7 separate regions of the Mus musculus genome follow, and all the other regions are linked to region 5. The links are chromatin contacts, called in public HiChIP or PLAC-seq maps. All regions are on one chromosome and are shown on one strand. The core of a region is the stretch at or near the end of the contact, and the rest is flanking DNA. Distances in the headings are between cores, read along the strand shown. Region 1 has its middle 84 kb from the start of Gm36794. Region 2 overlaps Mn1 (meningioma 1). Region 3 has its middle 13 kb from the start of Gm30032. Region 4 has its middle 56 kb from the start of Gm36794. Region 5 has its middle 17 kb from the start of Gm36481. Region 6 overlaps Gm30032 (a long non-coding RNA gene). Region 7 has its middle 23 kb from the start of Mn1.

Region 1 (3,375 bases), core at 379-2,878, 310 kb after region 5:
GATATACACCAAAGAAGACTAACTCTTAAAAGTTGTCCTCTGACACCCTGTGTGCATACACATCCCACATATGCACACACATGTACACACACATACACACATGCATGCACACATGCACATATAGATTTATTTTTAATTTCAGTATACATTGGAAGGGGTCACTTCTCTTCTTTCCCACTCTCCAGGCTGAATCCCACTGGGCCTCTCTTTCTGTCCTCCAAAGTTTTTCCTCTGGTCCTCTTCCTTTCTCCCTGAGTTCTTCTTCTGGTCCTCTCTCTCTTCCTGTCCCCGCTTCCGAGTTCTTCCTCTGTGCCTTCCTACTTCCTTCCCAGTAACTTGAGGACTTCGTACAGACACATGGGCTGCAGTGTGAGCAGCTGATATATGAAGACACCATGAACACAGAAGAGCCGGGTGTCCACATGTACAGGATGGGGCTAGACCCACCCCTACTTCTCACTGGCTCAAGTCAGTCCTGAGACAGAAAAACAGCTAGAAAAAATTATCAGGATGGGGGTGCAGACCATGGGGCAGGGGGTGGGGAATATGACGTCAGGCACCCGCAGTAAGTGGGAAATTATGCTAAGAATTGTCTGCATGGCGACACAGTCGCAATGGGAGAAACGGGCCTCAGCATTGCAGAGATTGCTGATTGGCTCGCCTCTGCCTTCTCAGATCCCCAGGACTCAACGGAGTCAAGAACTAAGCAGCTCTGTGGCAAGCCCATGGCCCCAGCCCTAAAAACCTCACCACCACTTTATTCTTAGCAAACCCACCAGTTTCCAAGTTCCCATATCAGGTAGGAGCCAACTGTGCTGTCTCAGGTGACTTGTGCAACTACTTTGAACCTTGACTTTCTCTCTTGGAGCTATTAGGAATTCCTGTGAGGTTCATGGCAAGGAAGCTGCCCTGCCACTGTGCAGGTCCTACCTGTAAGAGCCTTCATTATCATCAGCCTGTCCTGTGACCACTGACCTGAGTCCCTGACTCTCTTCTCCAAAAGACCAAGAAATGTCTATTAACAGAAGGCAGGAAAACAGGCAGGCACAGATAAAGAAGTAAATTGGATCCCTCCCTACAAGCCATGTGACAATATCAGCAAGGCACAAACAATACTCAGCCTAGCAGGCATGCCTCTATCCCAGAAGCCTCTGGGCCACGAGCCTGAGACAGGCAAAGCCACATAGCATCATCCAACATCACCTGCTTTGCCAAACAGGGCACCAGGGTCTGGAGGCAGGAGACAACTCAAATGGGAAGAAGCAGAGACAGGATTTGAACTACAATCTCTCTATAGATTTTACCCGATGCCTCTTGTGCAGAAACCAGCTGTACATACCAGCTATAGTAGGTGCTTAGGAAACCTGCCCTCTCCACACCCCTCCTTCTGCTCTTTCCCCATCTTTCAGCACAGGGACTAGCAGATCTTCCCACGAATCCAGAAGAGACTGCTAAAATATCACTAACCCCCATCCGTCTCTCAGGGCCTGCCTGTATCCTCGAGTCCCTGATACATCTCCTGCCTTCCCTGAAAGGCTTGGGAATCCAGGAAAAGCAGGGACCACTCCTGGCAACGGGCCTCCTGCCCGTCCCGTGGTTGCCATGGCAACAGTGCCAGCATCCATCTTCTTCAAGTCCCTCTTCCCGGCTCTGCATCCCTCCCTCTCCTGTCACGTCAGATGAAGGACAGGGGCTGAGACCTAGCCACGGAACTGCGGAGGAGCAGAAGGAGAGGACGGCTATAGACAGAGCCATGTCAGGCTCAGACAGGGCTGGAGGAGGTTCTGGGTCCCCACCAGTCTGGGAAACTTCATTCCTTTCAGTGTCTTCTTGGACACACAATGCACATCAAACACTGTGCTGAGGGTTTTTGCATCCACTGCCCTACTTCAAATTCAGCATAAATGGAGGGTCTTCCTATGGGAGGCTTGCTTTTCTCTTCTTCCTTCAGCCCACTCTAGCTGGCCAGGCCCACACTACACCTCTTGCATCTCAACAAATCTTACACTGTTTGAAAAACTGTCCTCCCCCAAGCACTCCCCTTCTCTGTTTTTTGTTTTGCTTTCTTTTGTTCTTGTTTTTCAAGACAAGAAAGACCTCACAATACAGCTCTGGCTGGCCTTGAACTTGGAGATCTGTCTACCTCTGCTTCCCAAAAGCTAGGATTAAAGGTGTAGCCACCACCACTGACCTAGATTTGTTTACTTTTAATTGTCTCTGTGTGAGTCAGTGCACATGTAGACATGAGCACAGATCTCCCGGAAGAGGGCATCAGATCCCTTGGAGCTGGAGTTACAGGCAGTTGTGAGCCACCTAATATGGGGAGGGAGAGAGTTGGGAGTTGAACCCAGATCCCCTGCAAGAGCAGGGAGCATTCCTCACTGCTGAGCTGTCTGCAGAAATGGCCCCACCTGTCTAACTGCAAATCCCAAGTCTTCCAGTGGCACCAGGAGGCTTCTAAGATTGATCTGATGCAAAGAAATGAGGTTGTGCCGGGCAGTGGTAGCACACACTTTTAATCCCAGCACTTGGGAGGCAGAGGCAGGTGGGTTTCTGAGTTGGAGGCCAGCCTGGTCTACAGAGTGAGTTTCAGAACAGCCAGGACTACACAGAGAAACCCTGTCTTGGGAAAACAAACAAACAAACAAACAAACAAACATTTAAAAAGGAATGTAGGTTGTGCATAACAGTGTGATTGTGAAGTTGAGAGGTATATGCAAGGGCGGAGGCTTCATACTATCAAGGAACAGACAGCTTGGTCTGTGGCCTCTGGGTGCCCCTTAACCTCTGTTAACAGGTCAAGAATGCAGGCACGGACCCAGGAGGACCAACCACACTGATGGTAACTTCCCAAGGAGACGTGAGCCTGCCACACCAGGAAGCTCCCAACTGGCAGGACATTTACAGATCACCTTTTCAACCCACCCCACAGATTGGAAAACAAAACCCAGATCAGGGCAGGAACAAGTCCCAGGTGATGTGATGAAGCATGAGGCAGGACTTGAACCTTAGTAGTGCAGAGCCGTCACCAGTTGTACCCCAATTCATGACGTCCCATGCCAGAGCAACAGAGGCCTGGGCATGGTATCCATAGAGCAGGATGAGCTTTGTTGGCCAGGAACAGTGCCGAATTTTAAAATACATCAGCTTGGTTTTCAATGCTACAAAACAGAGATGCTTACCAACTTCCTCATCACAGGAGATGAGGGATCGGAGTTATGTGAGTTCCTAAGAACTGGCAGGGTGATTGCCACACACTTGGAAGCTTGAAAACCCCAGCTTGTGCCACACCATTTTTGAAGTCAGTCATCAGTTGGACCTAAGCAAGGTGTCATGGTTTGTATATGCTCTGCTCAGGGAGTGGCACTATTAGAA
Region 2 (3,732 bases), core at 1,021-3,520, 290 kb before region 5:
TGAGGCTGCAGAGACCCCTGATCATCCTTGGGAGGAAGCTAGCCAGAGCTGAGATTCTGCTAGAAGTTGGTGGGTCCTCTCCTGTTTGAAACTCTTAACTGCTTTAAGGCTGTGGGGTGCTGAGAGAGAGAGAGAGAGAGAGAGAGAGAGAGAGAGAGAGAGAGAGAGAGAGAGAGAGATGGGCGGAGGTGAGAGAAAGCTTTTCCCAGTTTGAAAGACTGTGATATAGCATATTTTCTTACAGTGGGAGGAGTGGGTGCCACAGAGGGATGGTCAGGCTGAAGTGTACCCTGAGAGTACAGTGTTATTTACTGCGCCTCAAGATTTAGGTGTGGAAAATAATTTCTAACAGCGGGAGTCATTTCCACCTCCCGGACAGAGGCAAGGGTATGGAAATCACTCGGAGACTGAAGTACCTACCCATCAGGAACGACAGGGCTGAACTTTCCCTACAGGACCGTGGATGTGGAGGGGCACAGATATGGAAGGTCTTGCTTGGAGGGTCTGTTTGCAGTCAGGAATCACTTTTGTGTGGTTCTCAGCCTCCGGTGGCTTGAGCCACACCACAGAAATATCCCCCTCAGAGATGTCCTACAGATGCAGTGAGATGAGAGGATGTGCCGTGGTCGGTCAGTAGCCAGGGACAATGGGATGGGGAGTGGCTTTTCCCCTGGAGACCTGTGGGCTGGCCTTCTCTTCCTCAGTCCCTGAGGCAGGCGCAGGCCCGTCATAGCTCCCACTGACCTCCCACTCAGGAGATATTTTTATCCTTTTTTCTGAATGGTGAGGCGAGAGGGAACTCGAGTTAGTGACAGATTTAGCAGAAGGGAGATTTCCTGACTTGGGGTAAGCAGGTATAGGAAGGGGCCATAGCAAAGGGACCAGAAACCCTCACACCCCAGTGAAAGGCCTGTCCGGTTGAAACTGGTTATCATTTTATCTCTGCAGCTGACTGTTGCATAGCTTGCTAGTGGCTGAGAGAAAGGCCAGGATTTGGCTTTTTTTTTTTTTTTTTTGAAGGGGGAGTGATTGCCTGATCCTTATGCTCCAGATATATCTAAATGATTCGGGATCTCTCTCTCTCTCTCTCTCTCCCTCTCCCTCTCCCTCTCCCTCTCCCTCTCCCTCTCCCTCTCCCTCTCCCTCTCCCTCTCCCTTCCCCCCTCTCTCTGTGTATGTGTGTACGTACATGCATGTATGTCCTTCTGAGCTAAGGCCTGAGAACTCTTACTAGGAAATGGAAAGATAATTTTCACTCCTCAAAGCTCAGACAAAGTTCTGGCCTTCATTCGGTGTGAGGTGGAGGCTCACTGATCTCGGTATTATCAGGTTTCGCTGAACTGGCTATACTGCTGGGCCTCTGGGAGAGGGCCCGTGAAGTTCCTCGTGTGTTTCAGTATTATTTGGCTTCGTTTAGTGATCGAGCATGTATTTTGTGTTTGAAGTGTGAGATGCATTTGTGAGCACGTGTGAGGTTAGAGGGGTCTGTGCGCACACGCACGGGCGCACACATGTGCACATGCATACATGCATGCATTAGTGAAGTAATCCAGTCATTGGTCACAGAAGAGAACCTCCACGCCCCCATCCCTTCACTGTCCCTTCACAGGAAGAGGGGACAGTGGCCTTTAGCTGTACACTTTTAGAGAAATGGTAGCTATTCCGTTGTACCCACTACCTGGGGCCTTGGAGGTAGGCATAGAACACAGCCTCTTCTGATGCCCCCATCCTGGGACTCTGGGATGTTCATGAGCATTAATTCCTAAAAGCCTGGGAGGCAAGTGTCATGACCCCCAAGCCTGGGGCATCTCACTGTGGTTTGGGGCCCCCTGCTCATCTCTCACTGTAATGAGCAGTAGGAATGGTGGTATATGGGCCTCTGTGTGTGTGTGTAACTTCAGAAATGTGTGGGTGCACTTCCAAAGAAGGAAGGGAAACCATGCCAGGGCCTCTTAAGCCAGAAGGAAGGAAGGAGATGGCAGACTGACCCAGAGTCTTTCTGAACACAGTCTCCACAGGGTGCATGTGTCACGTTGACGGTGGGCGCTTCAACCACTGCCCCTCTTTGTCTGTGGGCTCCTCATCCGTGCCTATCTCTGAGGTGGTGCTTGAAAACTCCACTTTCTGAAGCTACTGCCACCATAAAGCTCAATTAGGTGATGACAATTCTTGAGCAAACATCTTCCTGAGATGCCCCTGGGCCACCCCCCTTGCTTTGACTCTCCCATGTTTCCCTCCGAGGCCTCGTCTTTGCACAGCCAGACCCAGCCTGGGTGTTTTTGGCACTGCACCAACCTTCAGTGAACTTGAGGCTCTGAGGAAGCGGGCTTTTGGAAGGATGAGGACACGATTTCTTTTTTTATGTGGGTCTGTTAAACTCTAATGGACATCGGTGTCTGGCTTTAAATTTGGAGAGGGTCTTTATCTAACCCTTAAAACCGGAGTTATTTCCTGTAATTACAGCGCCCCATCTCCCTTGTTTGGGGTACTTTGGCAGGGTGGGGGCACACCGGCTACCTTTCTTAACTGTGACTATGACATTTTGAGCTCCTGGTTGGTAATAAGAATTTATGGGCCAGGACATGCCAGAAGACGGCAGCCAGAGGCACGATAGTGAGGGAGCCCCACGCCCTGCCTCTGCCATAGCCTTGCTTCTTTTTAATGAATTAATTTAGCTTCCCATACTTGGTATTCAGTAGTTATTTTGGGAATCCAAAGGAGAAAACTGGAGATTAAAAAAAAAAAAAAGACACTTTGAGAAAAAGAAAAAAGTGCTGTTTTTGAAGTTTGAGCCGACTTGACACAAGATGCCATGGGGGACGAACATGAAGCCAGAGGTGGCCCCGCTGCCGACCCCACTTCTCTCGTGGTGAGCTTTCCGTTGTTGTTGTTCCGAGTAGCAGGGTTCAGAACTGCCAGGAGGAACCTCTGTGTGGCATTAGGTGCTGCTGTCTGCATGCTGTAGGCTTCCACAGCTAGAGAAACGAGGTTTAGTGGGAAACAGCCGTCTTGCCACCTCACATCGCTGTTTTTGCTCCGTGTTTAAAAATAGTTTGTTTTGATGTTCTGAATTCCGTCTTACCCTTATTTGCTTGTTTGACGAGGACATGCGCACCGTCGTGCTGTACTGCGTGGATCCTGCACGGGCAGGGTTGGTTGGATGGTTGGAACCACACAACCAAAACTCAACAGGGATTTGGTGTGGCAGCTGGTGAGAGGGGCATTTGTTTTTGGTTTTAACTATGGCCTCCTGTCTTCCTCTGATTTCTCTCCTGCTCAGCAATATTTTGTTTCTTCCTTAAAAAAAAAAAAAGAGGATCCCAACCCTTTTGCTGAGTCCCCCCTCTGAATAGCATTTGAGGGGTTACAGTAATTTGAGGGCGATCTCAGCTCTCAGCCTGGGTGTCCCGGCACTAATGGTTAGCAGGGCCTATTACAAGAAGCAAAGTACATTGTAAATGGCTTATGCAGAAAAACCATTTAGATAAAAATGCAATTTTCCCCTTCTGCATGTAGTACTAAGAATTAATAGCATATTCCTTCTAAATGGGTATTTTCATATTATATTTTTTTCCCCCTAATGAAATTCTTCTCCCAAACAGGAGCAAGTTTCATTTGAACTTGGGGGTAGGATGGATGAGTGTGTTTGGGAGCAGGCAGATGCAGCCAGCACCCCAGCTCCCCGTGGCTGCAGGGGAACCCAGGGACTGACCATGCACGTGTAGGCCGAGA
Region 3 (3,425 bases), core at 611-3,110, 410 kb after region 5:
AAGGGACACAGGACCTCAGAGTTGTGAAAGAAGCTCAAGACTAGACAGAGATACTCCAGGCACAGTGCACCCCACTTAGGTGTCACACACCCCAGGTTCAAATCCTCTCTCTTTTATTCCCCCTGAGCTTTTTCTCTGAGCTTCAGTCTCCTCCTCTGAGAAATGAACACTATACGGACCCCAGGGGACCCCAGGGGACCCCAGGGGTGCCAGCCTTGGGGATGCTGGCCCCAGGGATGCTGACACTGGTGGTGCCAGCCCTGGGGGTGCCGACCTCCTGACGTGTGCTCAGGAGTAAATGGCTTACACAGTGACAGGCTCGCCAAGCCCCAAACTTCTGTCACCACTGTCCTTTCACATCACGGTTGGGCTCAGAGGCCCCATCCCGACTCCAACCCATTAGCAGCTTCTGCCTCTACTCAGGAAAGCCTTGTGGATGCTCAACCCTGCTCACAGCTAACAGCAGGCATCCTGGGAGGGACTAGTTTTGCGCCCAGACATCCAGGTCCTCTGCACCCTTTGTCCAGAAATCTCTTCTCGGGCCTTTGTTCAAACTCCCCAAATGCCATGGGTGCTATAAAGACAGTTTTAGAAAAGTCGATTACAAAAAAAAAAAAGAAAACTTGATTACACCCACATGTCTGGGGACAGAAGGGAGGTGGCAGCATGAGCCCCAGCATGCCCAGTCTGGGCAGGAGGGCTGTTTCACTGACTGTATTCCTGGCATACAGGGAGGCCCAGAGCCACTAACTTCAATGTAGGCCCAGCACCCCACAGGACCACTCTGCACTCAAGGCTGCCTCTCTCCAGCCTACCTTGAGGCACAGTCTCTGTGAACTCCACTTCCTCATGGGAATCAATATAGGAATCATGAAGATGCCAGGGAACAAAACCCTTCACTCAAGGCCTGGCACACTGCCTGTGCCCAGCCATGGGTCAGTCTGCTGGGGACAAATCAGCCTGGGCTGTGAGCCCAGCTCCATGGTTTTCAGTTACTTAGCAACTTGGGGCAGGTGCCTGTCCCCCTTCCAACCTCAGTTTACCCCTTGTATTCTCCAAATACTCCCTCAGCCCATTGGTGTGGTATTCTATTCTGGGCCCTGGGCGGTTCCTCTCCTAACATTCCAGGCATTGCTGCTACTGTGTGACATATACACATACACACACATGCATGTGTACATACATATAACACATGTGCGTATGTGTAGACACATTACCAAAAAAAGACGATTACATACTTATAACACATGTGCATGTGTACATGCACATACACACACAAACATGTGTACACACACACAAACGTGTACACCAATAGGCACCCATACACACATGCATGTATACATACAGACACACAAACACACATGCACATAGCATGCGTACACATACAAGCACATGCATGTATACACACATACATACATATGTTCATACATACACACACATGCATGTATACATGCATACACACATGCATCCCTCTTCTGAGCCTCCCCTGTCACATTCTCCATCATAGGCCCATCCACAAACCCTTTTCAGTGTCCCCCGGGGACCGGCAGGTGGGAAATGTCATTTTGGATCCATTACTAGACCTCTAAGGCACTTGGGAACAATCAATTGCAAATTCAACTTCCATCTGAGAAGGAGGGGTCGGAGCACAGTCACCAAGGAGCCCTGGGCCTGTGCCCCAAGATGCAGGGTACAGCAGCCCCGGGGGCAGGACGGGGGCAGGTGCCACCACGCCATGTCTTTGGGTTTCCCTGCCTTGGCTGGTTTGAATAATTCATCGATGTTGAGTCTCCTGGGCACCACTGTGCTTGGTGAAAGCACGCCAGCCGCCGCTTGCCTGTTAAGAGGGCCCCCGCCTGCTGCCTTTTTCTGTTAATCAGGATTAATGAGTCAGTGAAGAAGCACACGGACCCTGGGCACAGACACTGGCAGCCAGCTCTCCGGGCACAGCAGGCCTCAGAAACAGCTCCCGCCTGGATGTCCTCGGGCAGTCTTCAGTGGCAGCCATCAGCCTGTGGATAACAAGCCCTCACCCAGCCTGCCAGACCCTAGGCCTCTCTGCTGGGCCCCTAGAGCTCTAGGGACAGGAAAGGAAGAGAGAGGGCCCCAGTGAATTGAGCTTGGCCCTGTGCCCTGGCAGCACGGATGGATAGGAGGGCAGGCTCTGCATCACACACAGTAGGGCCATGGAGACCCTCCCAGCCCTGAGCTGGTAAAGATTCTAAGATGCCAGCTTCCCATAAAAGACGGCTATGGAGACGCCAGAGCCCTCCCCTGTGCCTGGCTCCTTGACAGCTGTCACTCACGCAGAGTACAGGGTACAATGTCCTCTGCGTGTCGCTTGCTGACATGCCTTCCTTTCCAATCCCCTGCCTTGAAATGTTCAAACAAATGGACTCAGGTTACGCCACCAGTGTGTTAAGCGGCCTTGGGCAAGTAACTTAACGTCTCTGGGCCCCCATTACCTACCCAGGAAATGGAGGAAAGTTTGTTTTAAGTATTACTGAGCCAGATTTGGTGGCATAAACCTATGGTCATAGTCCTCAGGAGGCTGAGAAAGAAGAGGAGAATCACCAGCCAGCAGTTTGCTGAGTGCGGCCCAAGGCCAGCGTCTTTCCCAGTCGACAATGTCAAACACAGCTCCGCATGGCTCGTGCTGTCTGCTGCACCACCACTGTGTATGCCAGCGTGGTGGTGTGCAGAGCGGGGCCATGACACCTGGTGCTGGCTAACTGTGCCCTGTCACAGAGAGAGACCTATAGGGGAAGGGAACCAGGGTGTGGCAGATAGCAATACCACATCTATCAAATCCACCCTCAGAGCAAAGGCATGGAGCAAGGGTTTGATTTCCCATTTAAAGTCTGTAGTTGTTAGCTGTTTGTACTGTATCTTACCAAAGTGTCCTTCTGCACTGGATTGGAAATGTTTTACATGCCTACCAGTCCCTTAGCATAGCTAGCTTTGTCTGTGTGTATGGGGCAGGGTGTGTTGTGGATAAACTGGTGTGCACTGGAACCCAGGCACACAAACCCACTGGACTTTGGTTACAATGTTCTCTCTGACTCAAGGGCTGAGCTGGGACCTCAGAGTCTGTATTCACACATGGGCTGAGGTTGGCCCACATTCCATTGCCTGCCCTGCCTTGGTCTAACACAGCTCTACCACAAGAAAGTCTGCCTCCCAATTAACCCTGGGCAACGGAGACACCAGAGCCTCTAGACACATAGTTCGAACCCACACCCAAGCCAGAGGAAGGCTTAAGAGTCTCAGGCTCAATAGTATCCAACAGCCAATGCATAGACACCAGGCCCTGTGTGTGAGGCACTGGGATGCTCTGCCCTTGAAGGCACACATTTGGACTCTTCCCACATCTGAGCATAAGGCCAGGCAGAGTCAGGGTTCCACACACAGCAACATTGTTTCTC
Region 4 (3,896 bases), core at 618-3,117, 280 kb after region 5:
AGTGTCTCCTTATTAAGCTAGTTGAATTCTCCTCCCATGAAAGGAGAGGATGAGAGGGGATTTAGAAAGAAGAGGACAGAATTGCAGAAGCAGAGAGGAAAGGGGTGAAAACTAAGAAACAAATGGAGGGTGAGAGGGACACCCCACCAGGGACCTCCACGGCCGGCCTGAGTGTCCTTCCCCCCCCCCCCCCCCGGTTCAGGATCACCACTGCATAAAAATGACTAGATGAGGCTATGGCCAGGCTGAAGAAGCAACTGTGGTTGAGTGAGATGGGTATTATAATAGATGAAGGACCAATGAGGACAAGCAAGATAAGGTGCCAAAGCAGACATTACTAGTTGATCACTGATATCCCCCCTCCCCATCACCAGGATGGGAAATTTCCTTGCCTTCCTGGTACTGAGAAATGCAGAATTTTCATGAAAAATAAGACCTATCTACCCCTCCCCTATGCTTCAAGGATTTTTACCTGATGTTGAGTTGCATACATACATGTCTGGGGGATAAGGACCTAGATAAACAAGTCAGTCGATCTTTGTGGTTGGCGAAGGTGGTGCAAAACATGGAGTGAGTGGTCACCAGAGAGATATCCTCTGAGCTGATTAAGCAAGAGCTCAAAGAAGCTGGTTTCTTTATTAATGGTGACCAACCAGAGTGTGGAGGGCAGAATGGGTGGCTCCTCACTGACCCGTCTTCCCCCTCTGCTTTAACAGCTGAGCACAAGTCACTGTGAGCCTCCCACGGGTCAGCCAGGAAGAAAGGGTCTCTAGGGAACCATCCCCTTCTTGACTCTCAAACCCTTCCCCAGGTCTCACTGTGGCATTCTTAAGAGACCCAGGGGACTTAGACCAATCATGTCTCCTCTCTGATAGTCTAATTCCATACTAAAGAAAATAAAGACATAGACCTTCTATTAAAGAGGTCAATGTGTGTCATCCACACCAAATAAGTCTCTCCCTCGGCCAAAGCAGACATTACTAGTTGATCGCTGATTCCCACACACACACACACACACACACACCCCTACTATGACCAGGATGGGAAATTTCCATGCCTTCCTGGTACTGAGAAATGAAGAATTTGCATGAAAAATAAAACCTGTCTGCCCCTCCTCAAGGCACAATATGCTGTGAGGGTTTTTACCTGATGTCGAGTTGGAAAGAACCCCCATTCTCTATTTTGCCCTGCAACTCAGGTTGACCTCATTGTCTATTGTATCCCCAGTACAAGAATCCCCACAGAAGCCACCTCACTGTCCTCACAGTGTGAGTCTACATGCCAAGCCAGGGGCTCAGTGCACGCACGCGCGGTGTGCACACAGTGTATGGGCCACTCCACTCTCCCTCTCCCTCCCTCTCTCCTGCCTGGACACAATTATGTTAAAAGAGCAATTAGCGACCTCTTAAGCCTGATGGCCTACTCCCCCATTAATCTCTTGCAATTATAAACCCCAAATCTTCACAACAATTGGTCCCAGATGCCCACTAGAGGGAACGCTAATCGCCTCTTTCCCAGCTGAAACCAGCTGTTCGGCTTCAGTTTCTGGGTCAGGGAGAGAGATGAGAGGTCACACGTGGCCGAACGGTCAGATGCCGCCTGGGTGGAGATCCTGCAGAAGAGACACCCTTAGGGGCCTCGGGAGCACCCTGGGAAGGCATCTCTCTTTACTTTGGCTGCCTGCACACCCGGGTCTGCAGTCAGCCTGGGCCGGTATCTCCCCGCACTCCGAGCCACTCTGATTCCTCATTATGAACACACGCTAATTACTGCAGATAATTAGCTCTTCACAACCACCCGGCCGAGGCGCTCCAGACAAAGAGGCTCAGGAGGCTGTGGACATGGCTGGTCGCCTCCGGCCCACAGCCAGCACCAGAGCACCCTGCCAGCTGACCCTAGGTTTGGGGGAGGAGGCGTGAACTAAGGTGAAGGCCTAGGTCAATGGCGCTTAAGGCGCACAGCCCCTGCTGCTGCGGGCAGAACCGATTCAGACCTCAGCACTGCAGCTAATTAAATCAATATGAGATAATGAACGGCAATTAGAGGTCCAGCTAGGCACATCTTCTCTTGTAAATACTGTTTCTCTCCCAACGGGGAGCTCTTTCTTAATAATCTGTTTGTGTTTCATTTCCAGGAACTGTAATTCCCCTAAGAAGCTCCTGGGGAAGTGATTTGTTTGTCTGTATAACCACGAAACCCGTTCCTCTGGACTCGCCTGCCACTGCCTCTGCACATACATGATCGGCTTCTTACTATTTTAGGTTTCTTTTGGTTTGTTTTAATTTCTGACCTGTCCAGGGAGCCCATGCAGAGGTCTCAGCCCTCAAAGAAAACACCAATAAATCCCTGAAAGGGGTGGGGGGGGGGCAGGGGGAAAGGTCACAGGGCCGAGGACTCCCATTACATGGAGGGGAAAACTGAGGTAAGGCAACCACAAGAGTGATGAGCCAGTCAGGTAGTCTCCTCTGCCATTCAGACTCTCACCCCACCCCCACCTGGTACCCGGGGTCATGATAAGAAGCCTTCTGCCCTCCAGGAGCTAACAAATTTGTCTAGCAAGACAGACTAAGGCACATAACAATTAGAGAGCAATTAGGCACCTAATTGTGTGGTACCAATAAGCTCGGGGTTCAGTGAGGGTTCGGGGACTAGGGAGAAACAGCAGCATCAGGGCCCGGGCCTCTTCGTTTTCAGTGTTTCCCATCAGACCCTGCTTTCTGAGTCCTGGGTTTTTATTTCTTCACTTAGGGGTTCCATGGTACCCTAAAGTCAATGTGTCTAAAGCAGCCTCACGGCCACCCCACCCCCGCCTAACTGCTCCTGCTCCTCAGCTCATTTCCCTTAGAGAATTAGCCACGCCCACAGCAGAGCTGAAATCAGGCATAAAGAATGGAACTGTGCCCTTTGCAGGAAAATGCATGGGGAATCGACATCATTGCGTTAAGTGGGATAAGCCTGCTCAGAAGGACAAATGCTGCAGAGACATCGAATTTTAATGTGTGTGTGTGCCTCTGTGTGTGTGTGTGCCTGTGTGTATGTATATATGTGTGTGTGCCTCTGTGTGTGTATATAAATATATATGTGTGTGTATGCATATATGTGTGTGTATGCATATATGTGTGTGCCTCTGTGTGTATATAAATATATGTGTGTGCCTCTGTGTGTGTGTGTGCCTGTGTGTGTATATAAATATATGTGTGTGTGCCTGTGTGTGTATATATGTGTATGTGTGTATGTATGCCTCTATGTGTATATATATGTGTATATGTGTGTATATATAAATATATATGTGTGTGTGTGTGCATTGTGTGTGTATATATATGTTTGTATATGTGTGTGTGCTTCTGTGTGTGTGTATAAATATATGTGTGTGTATACATATGTGTGTGTGCCTGTGTGTATAAATATATGTGTGTGTGTGCCTGTGTGTGAGTGTGTGTGTATGTGTATATATGTGTGTGTGTGTGTATATATATATATATATGCATTTGTGGGTGTGTATATAAATATATGTGTGTGTGCCTGTGTGTGTGTGTGTATATATATATATATATATATATATATATATATATATGTGTGTGTGTGTGTGTTTGTGTGTGTGTGTGTGTGTGTGTGTGTGCACTTGTGTACTCACACACACACATCTACTACACGGGAAAAAAGAAAGACTTTATGGGGAAAGCTAGAGGTCTCAAGGGAGGGACACAGAGTCAGGGGAGGGAGCAATGGGTGGAAAAAGACAGACATCACACATTTGTTCTCACAGACTTAAGCATGGATACACATGGAATGGAAACAGAGGAGGGATCCATGGGGGAGAAGGGACTGGAATGGAGAGGGGGGAGGCAGTGGAGGGAGGGTAGCAGCAACAGGAGGAGTTGGCCCTACGTGATGAT
Region 5 (3,603 bases), core at 1,062-3,561:
GACCTTGAGGCTCCCTTTGGGGCTGGAAGACTCATTAATAAAAGCATTTAAAAATGGGTCCCAGAAGGAAGTTCGAGGACAGTGTTATTAATGGTCTAAACAGGGTGGGTTAGCTGTAGAACTAGGCTGGCAGGGAGATTGGAGACAGTCATGTCCTTTAAGTGTCTGTCGGAGAAATAGCAAGAAAACCCATAGAGAAAGCAGGCGAAGGCTAGAGCCCAAGCAGATCAAGAATAGGAAAGGCTCAGAGGGTCTGAGCTCAGAGCATACCTAAGCTTAGGCTTGACCCCAGGACAAAGAGATGCACCAGACATGAAGCTGCAAACAGAGGGCTTACAGATAAAGGGGAAATGCTTCAGAGATGCAAGCTAGCCCATGAGCTGAGGATGGAGCCTAGGAAGCATGGGGTGAGGCATGGGGTGGGGTGGCTCTTTCAAGACCCTCACACACTACCTGCCCCTCTCCAGCTTGGAGCAAGAGCTTTCTTGAGCATGCTGTATTCCTTCCATGAACCCCTTGTGGGGAAGGGCTTCCAGGCATATCTGCAAAGGTTTCCTTCACGGTTAATCTTGGTGTGTTGTCACCTGTCCTGAACGAAGGGGCATATACAAGTGTTTAGAACCAGGGACCCAGATCAAATGACCTGCCTGCCTGTCAGTTTCTCTTAACAAATGTCTTTTTAAGAAGCAAAATGTTGAGCTGGGCGTGGTGGCACATGCCTTTAATCCCAGCCCTCGGGAGGCAGGTGGATTTCTGAGTTCGAGGCCAGCCTGGTCTACAAAGTGAGTTCCAGGACAGCCAGGGCTACACAGAGAAAACCTTGTCTCAAAAAACCAAAAAACAAAAAAAGAAGAAGCAAAATGTCTTTTCAGCAACCCAGCATGTTGTTGGGTTTCTTATTCATGTACTTCTTGCACTTTTGATTTTGTTTAAGAAGTCTGCCTCAATCTCGAGCTCTCTGAGAATCTTCTGTTTTCTTTAGGAGATTTGTATTCCTTGGGGTTGGGAGCGGCACCTCTTGTATTCAGCTCTGTCACCTGTGGTCATCGAGGAGCCAGACCACAGGTGGGTGTGTAGACACTGAGGGAGATGGGCAGCTCCCCTCACACAGGGCCATGGCAGTGAGTTCCAGTGAACCAAATATATCCCCTTTGCTCTCCTGCTCCTCCACAGAGATCATCAAGACCACCTTTGAGATGATCACCATTTTGAATTGCATAGAACAAGAAATAACCCATAGATTCTATCAAGATTTATAACCACCTCTTCCCTAACAGAGAAGGGAAAGGAAGGGGAGAGTGGTTAAGGTTGTGGGAGGGAGAACAGAACAGAGGACCCAATAGAAAACACGCAAACCATTAAACAAACAGACGCTTTAACAGGGAAGCCACACAAACAGGGAAAGCCATTAAATTAAAGTGAGGAATGTCCTAAGCTTTCAGGGAAGTGCTGATGGAGTACAGCAAGCTCCCACTGTGCGTTCTCTGGCATGGGTTCCCACTGTGTGTCCTCTGGCATAGGTTCCCACTGTGTGCCCCCTGGAGTGGCTAAAGCCAATAAACCTGACAGCACCAAATGTTGGCAAAGAAAACAGAGCAACCGGAACACAGCCGATAGATAGGAAAACTGGCAAAAGTAGTCATTTGTTAGAACCGAAGCAGAAATGTTTGGACCCTGAGTGATCCCCAGGGCTCATTCTTGGTATTCACCAAGAATGTGGGGAAGCCCCCACAGTCCCCAAATACATACAGCAGTACCCTGTGTCCAGTGTCCCCAGACTAAAGCAACCCTACTCACTGGAGAGTGGAGATGTCAAGAATGGCAGGTATTCCCGGTGAAATCAGTCATGTGGATGGATATACAAATGAGCATGTTTCTATAACAAGGGGGCCAACAATGGCACAGGAGTCTAAGGGAAAGAGTCAGAGCTTTGCCATCCAGTGGAAGACAAGCCCGTGGAAGTTTAGCCACAAGACATGGGATCCTTCCTAGGGTGCCGGTCATTTGTATTCATTTATGGGGGTGCTGGATGCACCGATGCTTCTACTATACAAAGAGGTGCCAGGCTGCTCACTCATAAAGGGCTCCTTTTCTCTCTGGCCAACAGAAGAAACACACAACAGAAAAAGAACCCCAACATTTAAATCCAAAAAAAAAAAAAAAAAAACTTGCTCGGCCTGGTTAAGGCTCAGAGTAATTGTCCCAGCTGCCACCCTGGGCCCTGTGCCCGCTGGGCCCTGCTGCCCCTTGCAGCTCCTCTGAGGAGCCTGCAGCCCTGAGAAGAAATCTCTTCCCCTTTCTCATTCTTCCCGTTCCCTTGGCCTGGGGCTATTGTACATATGCAAATGTGGAGATGCTAGCTGCCTAGGCAAACCCAGCTATTTATAGCCAGATAGCTGGCACACTCACAGCTCTACAGACTAGAAAGCCGAAGCACTCACACAGACACATGCACGCACGCACGCACATGCATGCATGCACGCACGCACGCACACTACACACAGTATATTTTTTCTTTCCCCAGGATATAAATTTCCCGTCCCATTGCAGTCTGGGCCGTCGCATGCAACATTGATTGTCTGTTATATTACATTTATTAAGAAGTGATAACTTGTAATAATTGGATGTTAAATTAAAGAACTCTCTCCTAGTTATTGCCGTCTCAATTATAACTGTCGCTGGCTGGCAGTTATAATGATATATGAGGGTTGTATTTTATGCAGCCGACCGTGACCTGGTGAGTAATATTCCCCCAGCTCTGAGGGCGTTCATGCACTCCTTCGCTCCTAATGCCTTGCTCGGGTGCTCATTGGAATATTAAGCGACTGCAAGGCTGAGGTGTCGAAATCCGTGCAGCCAGCCTGGCAACTAACAGCCCCTCCGGCACCCGGGTTCCTCCCGCCTTCCCTCCTGGGCCAGGGCCAGCTCATTTGGGCTTTGTTTTATGGTTATAGGAATCCAGTTTGTTTGGGAAGTTATAGTGGGTGAAGAGTGTGCTTTCTGTTTCCTTGAAGATGAAGAGTCTGCAGTGAGCTCCCGGGTGCAGCCCCGAGGAGGAGCAGGTTGGCCAGGCAGCACCTGGGCAGTGGGGTGAGGGGACTTGTGGAGGGTCTGGCTGTATCTATGCAGCCTTGGCAAGTCGGAGGCTCTGGGAGCTGAAGGCTATTTGAGGCTCTGAATGAGTCTGTTGCTCAGGGCTGCAGACCTCACATGATGAAAAGGACTGACTGCCAGGGGCCCGCGCGATTGTGTCCAGACCTCGAGGAGATGGCATTCGCTAAGGTTAGACAGGAGGTTGATCTGGGCACTCATATCCTCACTTCCTTGTCTCCTCTGCCCCGTTCATTTGAGCCAACAGAGGCCACTTTGTTGGAATTGGCCACACGACAACCAAGGGGGACTCTGGGAGGCTCCTAGGTCCCCCAGTCCTCAGGTCACATCCGTCAGCCGTCATTCTGCATTTGTGTCTTAAGGCTTTATAAGGAAATTCCTCAGCACAGGCAGGAATGTGTTTCCCGAATTTCTGGAACTCAAGGTTTAAAGGTGTGGATGGACCTTGCTCTCCTGAGACTTCTAAGGAGGGTGTCCTGGACTCTGTCATTT
Region 6 (3,507 bases), core at 598-3,097, 390 kb after region 5:
GAGGGTAAGACTTTCTACTCAGGGCAATGGAAGGCTCTGGAAATAGGTAACAATTTTCATGACCTTGGCTGTGAGCATCCAAAAGTGAGTGAAATGTTTTCTGTCACTCACCCTTGACCAAATAAATAAATAATGAATGAATGAATGAATGAATGAAAGATAGATAGATAGATAGATAGATAGATAGATAGATAGATAGATATGAGTTACCTGGTATTCTGTTGTCTACACTACCTCTGCCACTAAAATCATCTTTCTCAATGAAGTCTCTTTCCAAATCATCTGGGAGAAGCAGTCACAGGTGTTCTGACTGACAACTAGGACCCAGGCCCCTCCCATGAACCCAGGCCCCTCCCACGGACCAGGCCCCTCCCACCCCAGGTGTGTGCTTAGGGAGACACCTGTCACTGCACTATGACTCTCTATCTAGGATCGGCTCCTAGCCTAAGACCGGTTATCAACTCACAGACACACAAAAATTCCTTTTGCTATAGAAAGGAACGTGTGCACAAAGTACTCAGGTATGAGGCATGGTCACCTCTGGGGAAGGTGGAGGTGACATTATCTAGGCCACAGCACCCACTCAGACTTGAGCAGCTGAGGCAGGAACAGCAGCTGGAGCCACACTGTGCCCTGGAACCCACCCCTGACTGGATGGCTTCCATGGCCAATAATACCGATGCTAGCCAGCCTGCCATGTGACAGGGACGTCATCACTCCTGTGTCCCAGCCAACAGTCTGATGACCTCAAATATCAAGCCTTCCCGATTGCCCGTTCCTGAGGGCAGGAGAACCCAACCCATCTGCGTCTTGATGAAGGAGTCATTGGGGTTCATAGGGTTCATAGCAATCCAAAAGCTTAACTGAGTCCCCAGACAACCACCAGGATGGTGACAGAAGAATCGTTCACTACACACATCTCACAAGACATCACTGAAACCTCAAAAAGCTCACACCAGTCGATATTCATTGCACCCAAACTACAGATGAGGAAACCGAGACTCGGTGAGTAGACATCACTGGCAGATTCTGATATCCACGCCAAGTCTCTGACACCAAAGGCTCTCCATCTCCCCAGCCCATCCTCAATTGGTCTACTCTGCTTTCCCTTCTGAGTTCCTACCACACATCCACGCCCACCTGCCACCCAGCCACCTGGCCATCACTGGTAGAGCCAGGATGGGCTGCTGAGTCAGGCTCTGCCTCTGTGTGTGACCTTAGGCAAGTCCATTCACCTCTCTGATTCTTCCTCAGTAGATAGGGAGTGTGAGCAGATCTGCTGAACACAGCTGGGAAGAGCAGGGAATCCTGGGATACCAGATGTTAGCATTTCTTCTAGGCTCCACCCCACAGTTACCTGGCAACAGCCAGGTGTGCTGGCCTCAGTATAAAAGGGGCTGCCTGCCCCCTCCTCAGCCTCTTACTCCCTTACTCCCATTCCCCTCCCCTCCCTTCTCTCTCCATGTTCACGGCCAGCCTCTACTACTCTCCCTCTCCCCCTTCCCTGACCCTTTCTCTCTACCTTTCTCTGTCTCTACTACCCCCTCAACTTCCCTCTCTGTGCCCTAAACTCTAATTCTATACTATGGTACCTCAGGGGAGAGGTGCACACCCACAGAGGCACCCACTTCCCCTGCACCATACCATGCCTCTACCAAACGTATCCCTGGGTTGCCTTTCTTTTTTATAAAACCCAACACCAGAGTCCCCAGGTCTACCCTGGGCCACTCTATGACCCCTCAAGTCTCCTGTCTGCAGCCCTCACTCTTCTGCCTCCCAGCTGATGAATCCAGAACCAGGTCTCATCTATCTGCAGTCCAGTTGTGTTAGGACTAATCTCGCCCCTTGTGGCGAACGGGGCCTCGCCCCAGGCATCACAGCAAACACATCCAGTGCCAGGAGGGTTTGATCATGGGAGAATGATGTCATTTGTCAGCGATGTCCGTCCGTGGTCCACGGCCCGATGCATTTGCATTCGGAGCTGGAAGCAGAAAGACCGGGTAAGATGCAGAGGAGGAAAGGGGGTCTGCCTCTGAGTGACTGGCATGAATTATTTCGACCTAACTTACTAATTAAGACCCTCATTAGCAGCCCAAATTTGTGATAGATAGGCAGAGGACCTGGCACAATGGTTTAATTTAATGATTCCTTGCATTTACTTTGTTAATCATCTTTAGTCTGATTTAATTTATGCCGATGTGACTGTCCTCATTTCTAATTAAGGCACTGATGGTGGGGACACCCGCCATCGCAGAAGAATTTCAATCAAGTCGCGCACAAAAGCAGATACCAGTGCTTACGACCTCCGAGATGGCAATTTGCAAAACCGGCTGCTTGTTGTTTTATTTCTGCCTGAAAGGTTGGGGAGGGTCTGGTCTTTGCCTGGGGCAGATGGTTCTCGCTAACCACAAACCTTTATAACCATCGATTTTTTTTTAAGGCTCTGAAGAAGAAAACAAACAAACAAACAAACAAACAAAACCTTAGCACTTAAGTAAACCTTTCCAGGATTTACACACAAGGGAGCAGGGTCCAGAGAGGTTGAGGGGCTGGCCCAAGGTCACACAGTAAGTTAGCAAGCTTGGGAGGAGATCGTTTTAGAAACACTCTCACATCACCCTCCAAACCCCATGACCACCCACTTGGCAGACACAGCCTGATGCCCACCCAACAAACACACACACACACACACACACACACACACACACACACACACATACCTGACAGCTGCTAAGAGCCTATGGCCTGCCTGGTACTGACTTTCAACTCCCTGTGAATTCTAAGCAGTCCATGGTCTGAGTGTACACCTGATGCATGGGGCTTTCTCATATCCATAAACCATCCACACAGGGCAGTGAAGGACCAGACCCCACCCTGCCAGTCAGGGACATGGGCTCCAGCAGCAGAAGGCTGCCTAAATTCTCACAGCCAAGAAGCGAAGTTTGAACCCAGTCCACATGACTCCAGAGCCCACCCTCACGGGTCACCACTGCATGTCGGCAGCGTTGACATACCTGCTATGGCCAGTGGGTACCAGACTCAGTGAGGTACCTCACCTGATAACCACACTTCCATCCCATCCTGTGCTGAAGGCTCCCAGTCCCAGCCCTGGAAGGCAAGGATCAGAGAAATCATGTGATGTGCCCAAAATTGCACAGCAGGATACCAGTGGCCAAGCTTGGGGCCTTCCCTGACTTCCACTTTCTGACTCTGCCCCTCCCCCACCCCACCATTCCTGCATGCTGCAGTGTCTACCCACCTTCCCACCCACCCCACACCCACCCCATTCTAGTTCCTAGAACTCACCTGTGGGCTCCACTGATGGCCAAGGGTTCCCTTTATGCGTTTCCTTTTTCTAACGCCTTGCTCCACCCTTATCCCTTCCAATCCCCCAACACTAGGTAAGAGAGGAAGAAGGTTGGAGGAGAAAGGAGGTGTCCATATCAAGTTAAGCTGCTTCCTGCTGATTAGGGGCATCCTTGGGGCAAGTTTGATCTTCATCTTCAG
Region 7 (3,495 bases), core at 150-2,649, 330 kb before region 5:
AACCAACATCTTCATAATGTCTCCTCATAAAGTCCTCTGAGGCACAGCTGAGCTTCTCCATGGTGGCAGGCAAACCCTAAGACTCCACACTCGGAGGTCTCACTAATATGGAAGGGGTGGTAACTGCTCTGCCCCCCTACTGAGGCCCCCTACCTCAGTAGTACCATGTCTTCCCCCCAACCTCCAGCTGGCTTTGTGTTAGTGCTGTGGACATGAGGGGTCTCCAGGAGCCTGTGGTGTGTTCCTTCTAAGTGTGCTTGACAGCAGTTGGGGTGTCAGGGGAGCCTGACCTGTAAATCCCCGGGTGGAGCAACCCTGAGGTCAGGGCTGTTCTACTTCACCAGAGACCACTTCCCCTACACTCCTGCCCAGCATTGCCTATCTGGCTGAGGACAGTATCTGTTGGCGGTCTAGTGGGCCATGAATTCAGGATCCTGTTAATATGGGATCTATTGGGATTCCAGTCTTCCTCTCAGCCCCTACTGAGTGACAGGCACAGCTTTTCTACTCATGAGGTTGAGGTCTGGATCTGTGCATGTTAGTGCTGTCCATGGTGGGACTTCACTGCCCTAGATCTCACATCTCATTGCGATCTACCCCAAGGCTCAGCTATGCGGCAGCCATCATCTCAGGATGCTGGGAGGTGGGGAAGTGCTGGGATGAGATGGTGACCCTGTGCTTGCTCGGAGGCCTTACTGTTGCTACCCGTCTCCTGCTAGTGAGCCCTGCAAGTGTGCTTGAAACCACGGAGTCTTAGCATGGAGCTGTCTGCTCACACTCTGCCAGAGGCCATGCTGGCTGAAGGGCTTTGGCGTCTCGCACATGTACTCCGATGCCTGCCCACCCACCCCCGTTACTGAACAATAGGCCCCAAATGAAGCTTGACCCCTCTGAGCCTTGGTGTCCCGCCAGTGAAAGTCTGGATTGTCGACACTAACATGGGACATGGCTCTGTGACAAGGAAACATGAAAACAACACTTCGTGCCCTGGTTGGGCTCTTAGCTAGAGTCACCAGCCAGCGTGCATTGCCCAGGACAAAGGATTCCTGGGAGGCCAGACTTTGACTCTAAAACCAAGACAGTCATGGACAAACAGGGACCGTTGGTCACCCTGTTACAAGAGTATAGCAGTTTTCATCTAAAGACAGATGTAAACACTGGGCCATTGTATAGGAGCCAGGCAGTGCTGTAACCTGAAGCCAGTCTCACAGGGAGAACTCAAAGTGTTCTTTCCATACAGTGCTCCGTTCTCCCCAGACTGCCATGGACAGGTACATCCAGGCATATTGAGCTTGCTGCAGCCAAAGACGCTTTCCCAAAGGTGTGCATGTATGCCTGGCCCTCTGGCAGCAGCCTGCAATGTTCCCACCGGTTCATTCTTGCCACTCACCCCCAGGCTCCACCCACAATGGCCTCACGCCAGATTCTGAGACCAGGTCTGCTTTGAATGACTGGAACAGAGCAGCCCAGGATTTAACCCATTCCTGGCTTGAGTGCCTCCTGCCGTTAACCATTTCCTCCCCCCTGCCTGTGGCTCGAGTGACCCAACAACAGCCTCTCAACTCTCTCCCATTTTGCGAGGAAACATTTCTGCTTTATGACTGCATGTGCTTTCTCGTCTCTCCCGTTATCTTAATGAATTAACTGGGTGCCCATTGCTCCCTGGCCCCCCCACGGTTTACGAGCTGTTCAGCGATCACTGCGATCTTCGTCAGCTTCACACAGTTGTTGTACCGGTTCCTATTACAGTAATTGGCATGAACTTTATTCTTTTGCAGAGAGATTCTTTGGCCCGCTGAGACTGCATAACCATCTGCCATAAATTGAGACTAGTACGGCTTATTTTGGTGAATGCAAAATTGGATCCCATTCTTTACTCTGTGGCTTGATTCAACTTCCAGATGGTTAATCCACATGAAGTAATAGGAATGCACCACAGCTCTGCTTAGCTGAAGATGGAGACGTAATATTTATTTGCTGATGTGGAGGCCTCCAAACGCTGCCCTGTCGGGATGTCAATATATAACACGGCAGCACAGAAATGTCAGCTTGTTCTGCAGGAACGACAGGCTCCCCTGAGTTGCCATGGGGGGACCCCTGGGTGCCTACTCCCCCCTTCTGTCCTTGACCTAATCTCAAGAGGTTTTTATTCTCTCCTGGGCTGTTTCTTATCAGCTAGGTCTGCCTGTGTAGCTGGCTTCACATCTGCTTTGACTTTAGTGCCTGTGACATTTTCATTAATACTTCTCCAAGGTTGAGCCTTTATTCCAAATACCCTGCAGCTCCCAGAAGCTAAAGCTCAGCTGTGCCCAGCTGGGGGCTGCTGGGAAACTTGGCCCCTGAAATACCAACAAGTCTGCTGTCCCCACTCAGATGAGCTGATCAACACTTTTTAATTGTTACTGATCATGCTCACCTGCTATGCTGAAGGATGCAGAGGCAGATCTTGGGGTAGGGGGGAATTGCTTTCACTCTGGGGAATATCGACTGCCTCTGTGTGTATGCTCCGTCCTGTCCTAGACTCCTCCTGGGTCTCAGCATGTGGTGCAGGGAAGCCTGAAGCCCTGCATCTCACCACCTGGGAGTACTGACTCTTCAGGGCTCCCTGTACCAGATGGGTCCAGCAACCCAGTTTACCCAGGGCTGCTCTGGCTGAGCCCCTATCTCCTCTGTACCATTCAGAGCTGGGCAAACTGAGACAGTTGCCTACCCTATGGCCCTGTCTACTCTAGATCTGCAGAGAGAACCTCTGGAGCTCACTCTGAAAGTCCTACATTGTGGTGTGTTCTGTGGTGACTCTGACAGGGCCCATGAATTTGGCAACCACAGTAGTGAGTCTCAAGTGACTCCATGGCCTGACATCTCGTGTGCCTTTGGGTTTAGAGGGAAGACTTGATGAGAAATTAGATCAAAGAGAGTCTACACATGGGAATTAGACTTAAAAGGAGCTAGTAAGAACCAAGTGTATTGGCGCACACCTTTAATCCCTGAACCCAGGGTAGAAGCAGGCAGATCTCCGAGGCCGGCTTTAGTTATGTAGTGAGTTCCAGGCCAGCCAGATCAACATAGGGAGGCCCTTTCTCAAATAACCAAAAGAAGTGGAGTGTGTGTGTGTGTGTGTGTGTTTAAAAAAAAAAAAAAAAAAAAAAAAAAAACAAGACCCTGAAAGTTTCCAGATGGAACACAGTGCAATAAGGCAGGCAGATCTCAGAGGCTCCTCAGCAACTGAGGCTGTGGGCAAGAAAGCAAGAGGCCGGCCCCCCCACCCATCACACTCAAAGCCGCATGCCATCTCCAGTGGCTCGGGGCTGCCTGTACGGTGCAGATGGAAAGACTTTTAAGTGGGCCCCTGAAATGCATTGTTGGCAAGAGAACGGCAGCCAATCAGGAGCTGCCAAAAGGAGCCTAGGGTCCATCCAGCAGGACCAAAGCCTCTGGCTGGAGCCCATTGGCTTCAGTGGCAGGCAGCGCGTGTTTGTTCAGGTGGGCTAACTA

Evidence for each region. HiChIP or PLAC-seq counts read pairs in DNA pulled down with a chosen protein or histone mark.
Region 1: a contact with region 5 is called in an H3K4me3 HiChIP or PLAC-seq map of embryonic basal ganglia, with 4 times the contacts expected there. The contact joins two enhancer-like sites. A contact is called at or near these places in 2 of 484 Hi-C or Micro-C datasets (cardiomyocytes and trophoblast stem cells), 2 of 115 datasets of contacts at active chromatin or transcription factors (embryonic basal ganglia and embryonic stem cells) and 1 of 9 other capture datasets (embryonic stem cells).
Region 2: a contact with region 5 is called in an H3K4me3 HiChIP or PLAC-seq map of embryonic forebrain, with 7 times the contacts expected there. The contact joins two enhancer-like sites. A contact is called at or near these places in 2 of 484 Hi-C or Micro-C datasets (Sertoli cells and embryonic cerebral cortex), 10 of 115 datasets of contacts at active chromatin or transcription factors (craniofacial prominence, embryonic basal ganglia, embryonic forebrain and 5 more) and 2 of 9 other capture datasets (adipose tissue and embryonic stem cells).
Region 3: a contact with region 5 is called in an H3K4me3 HiChIP or PLAC-seq map of embryonic basal ganglia, with 6 times the contacts expected there. The contact joins two enhancer-like sites. A contact is called at or near these places in 1 of 15 datasets of contacts at CTCF or cohesin (the NIH/3T3 cell line), 7 of 484 Hi-C or Micro-C datasets (CD4 T cells, cerebellar granule neurons, embryonic stem cells and 2 more), 4 of 115 datasets of contacts at active chromatin or transcription factors (astrocytes, embryonic basal ganglia, embryonic forebrain and 1 more) and 3 of 9 other capture datasets (adipose tissue, embryonic stem cells and liver).
Region 4: a contact with region 5 is called in an H3K4me3 HiChIP or PLAC-seq map of embryonic basal ganglia, with 3 times the contacts expected there. The contact joins two enhancer-like sites. A contact is called at or near these places in 7 of 484 Hi-C or Micro-C datasets (embryonic fibroblasts, embryonic stem cells and nephron progenitors), 4 of 115 datasets of contacts at active chromatin or transcription factors (astrocytes, embryonic basal ganglia, fibro-adipogenic progenitors and 1 more) and 1 of 9 other capture datasets (embryonic stem cells).
Region 6: a contact with region 5 is called in an H3K4me3 HiChIP or PLAC-seq map of embryonic basal ganglia, with 3 times the contacts expected there. The contact joins two enhancer-like sites. A contact is called at or near these places in 2 of 115 datasets of contacts at active chromatin or transcription factors (embryonic basal ganglia and stem cell-derived neural progenitor cells).
Region 7: a contact with region 5 is called in an H3K4me3 HiChIP or PLAC-seq map of embryonic basal ganglia, with 3 times the contacts expected there. The contact joins two enhancer-like sites. A contact is called at or near these places in 1 of 39 promoter capture datasets (neural stem cells), 1 of 15 datasets of contacts at CTCF or cohesin (the NIH/3T3 cell line), 4 of 484 Hi-C or Micro-C datasets (LSK cells and embryonic stem cells), 4 of 115 datasets of contacts at active chromatin or transcription factors (cardiomyocytes, embryonic basal ganglia, embryonic forebrain and 1 more) and 2 of 9 other capture datasets (adipose tissue and embryonic tail).

The regions. Positions count from the first base shown.
Region 1 is chr5:112,028,538-112,031,912 of GRCm38.p6, forward strand. No RefSeq gene overlaps it. Among named protein-coding and RNA genes, the nearest start is that of Gm36794, 84 kb to the left of the region's middle. Within about 2 kb of position 1,629, at least 20 of the 459 cell types and tissues checked have an H3K27ac peak or open chromatin away from gene starts, as enhancers often do. A contact at or near this core is called in embryonic basal ganglia, where this site is marked.
Region 2 is chr5:111,429,256-111,432,987 of GRCm38.p6, forward strand. The region is part of intron 2 of Mn1 (meningioma 1); the gene reads left to right. Among named protein-coding and RNA genes, the nearest start is that of Mn1, 14 kb to the left of the region's middle. Within about 2 kb of position 2,271, at least 13 of the 459 cell types and tissues checked have an H3K27ac peak or open chromatin away from gene starts, as enhancers often do. A contact at or near this core is called in embryonic forebrain, where this site is marked.
Region 3 is chr5:112,132,026-112,135,450 of GRCm38.p6, forward strand. No RefSeq gene overlaps it. Among named protein-coding and RNA genes, the nearest start is that of Gm30032, 13 kb to the left of the region's middle. Within about 2 kb of position 1,861, at least 54 of the 459 cell types and tissues checked have an H3K27ac peak or open chromatin away from gene starts, as enhancers often do. A contact at or near this core is called in astrocytes, embryonic basal ganglia, embryonic forebrain and 1 more, where this site is marked.
Region 4 is chr5:112,000,489-112,004,384 of GRCm38.p6, forward strand. No RefSeq gene overlaps it. Among named protein-coding and RNA genes, the nearest start is that of Gm36794, 56 kb to the left of the region's middle. Within about 2 kb of position 1,868, at least 46 of the 459 cell types and tissues checked have an H3K27ac peak or open chromatin away from gene starts, as enhancers often do. A contact at or near this core is called in embryonic basal ganglia, where this site is marked.
Region 5 is chr5:111,722,575-111,726,177 of GRCm38.p6, forward strand. No RefSeq gene overlaps it. Among named protein-coding and RNA genes, the nearest start is that of Gm36481, 17 kb to the left of the region's middle. Within about 2 kb of position 2,312, at least 65 of the 459 cell types and tissues checked have an H3K27ac peak or open chromatin away from gene starts, as enhancers often do. A contact at or near this core is called in astrocytes, embryonic basal ganglia, embryonic forebrain and 2 more, where this site is marked.
Region 6 is chr5:112,108,529-112,112,035 of GRCm38.p6, forward strand. Gm30032 (a long non-coding RNA gene) reads right to left here. Exons shown (of 4, transcript XR_880589.2): 3 at 3,015-3,108. Among named protein-coding and RNA genes, the nearest start is that of Gm30032, 11 kb to the right of the region's middle. Within about 2 kb of position 1,848, at least 29 of the 459 cell types and tissues checked have an H3K27ac peak or open chromatin away from gene starts, as enhancers often do. A contact at or near this core is called in embryonic basal ganglia, where this site is marked.
Region 7 is chr5:111,392,607-111,396,101 of GRCm38.p6, forward strand. No RefSeq gene overlaps it. Among named protein-coding and RNA genes, the nearest start is that of Mn1, 23 kb to the right of the region's middle. Within about 2 kb of position 1,400, at least 85 of the 459 cell types and tissues checked have an H3K27ac peak or open chromatin away from gene starts, as enhancers often do. A contact at or near this core is called in embryonic basal ganglia and neural stem cells, where this site is marked.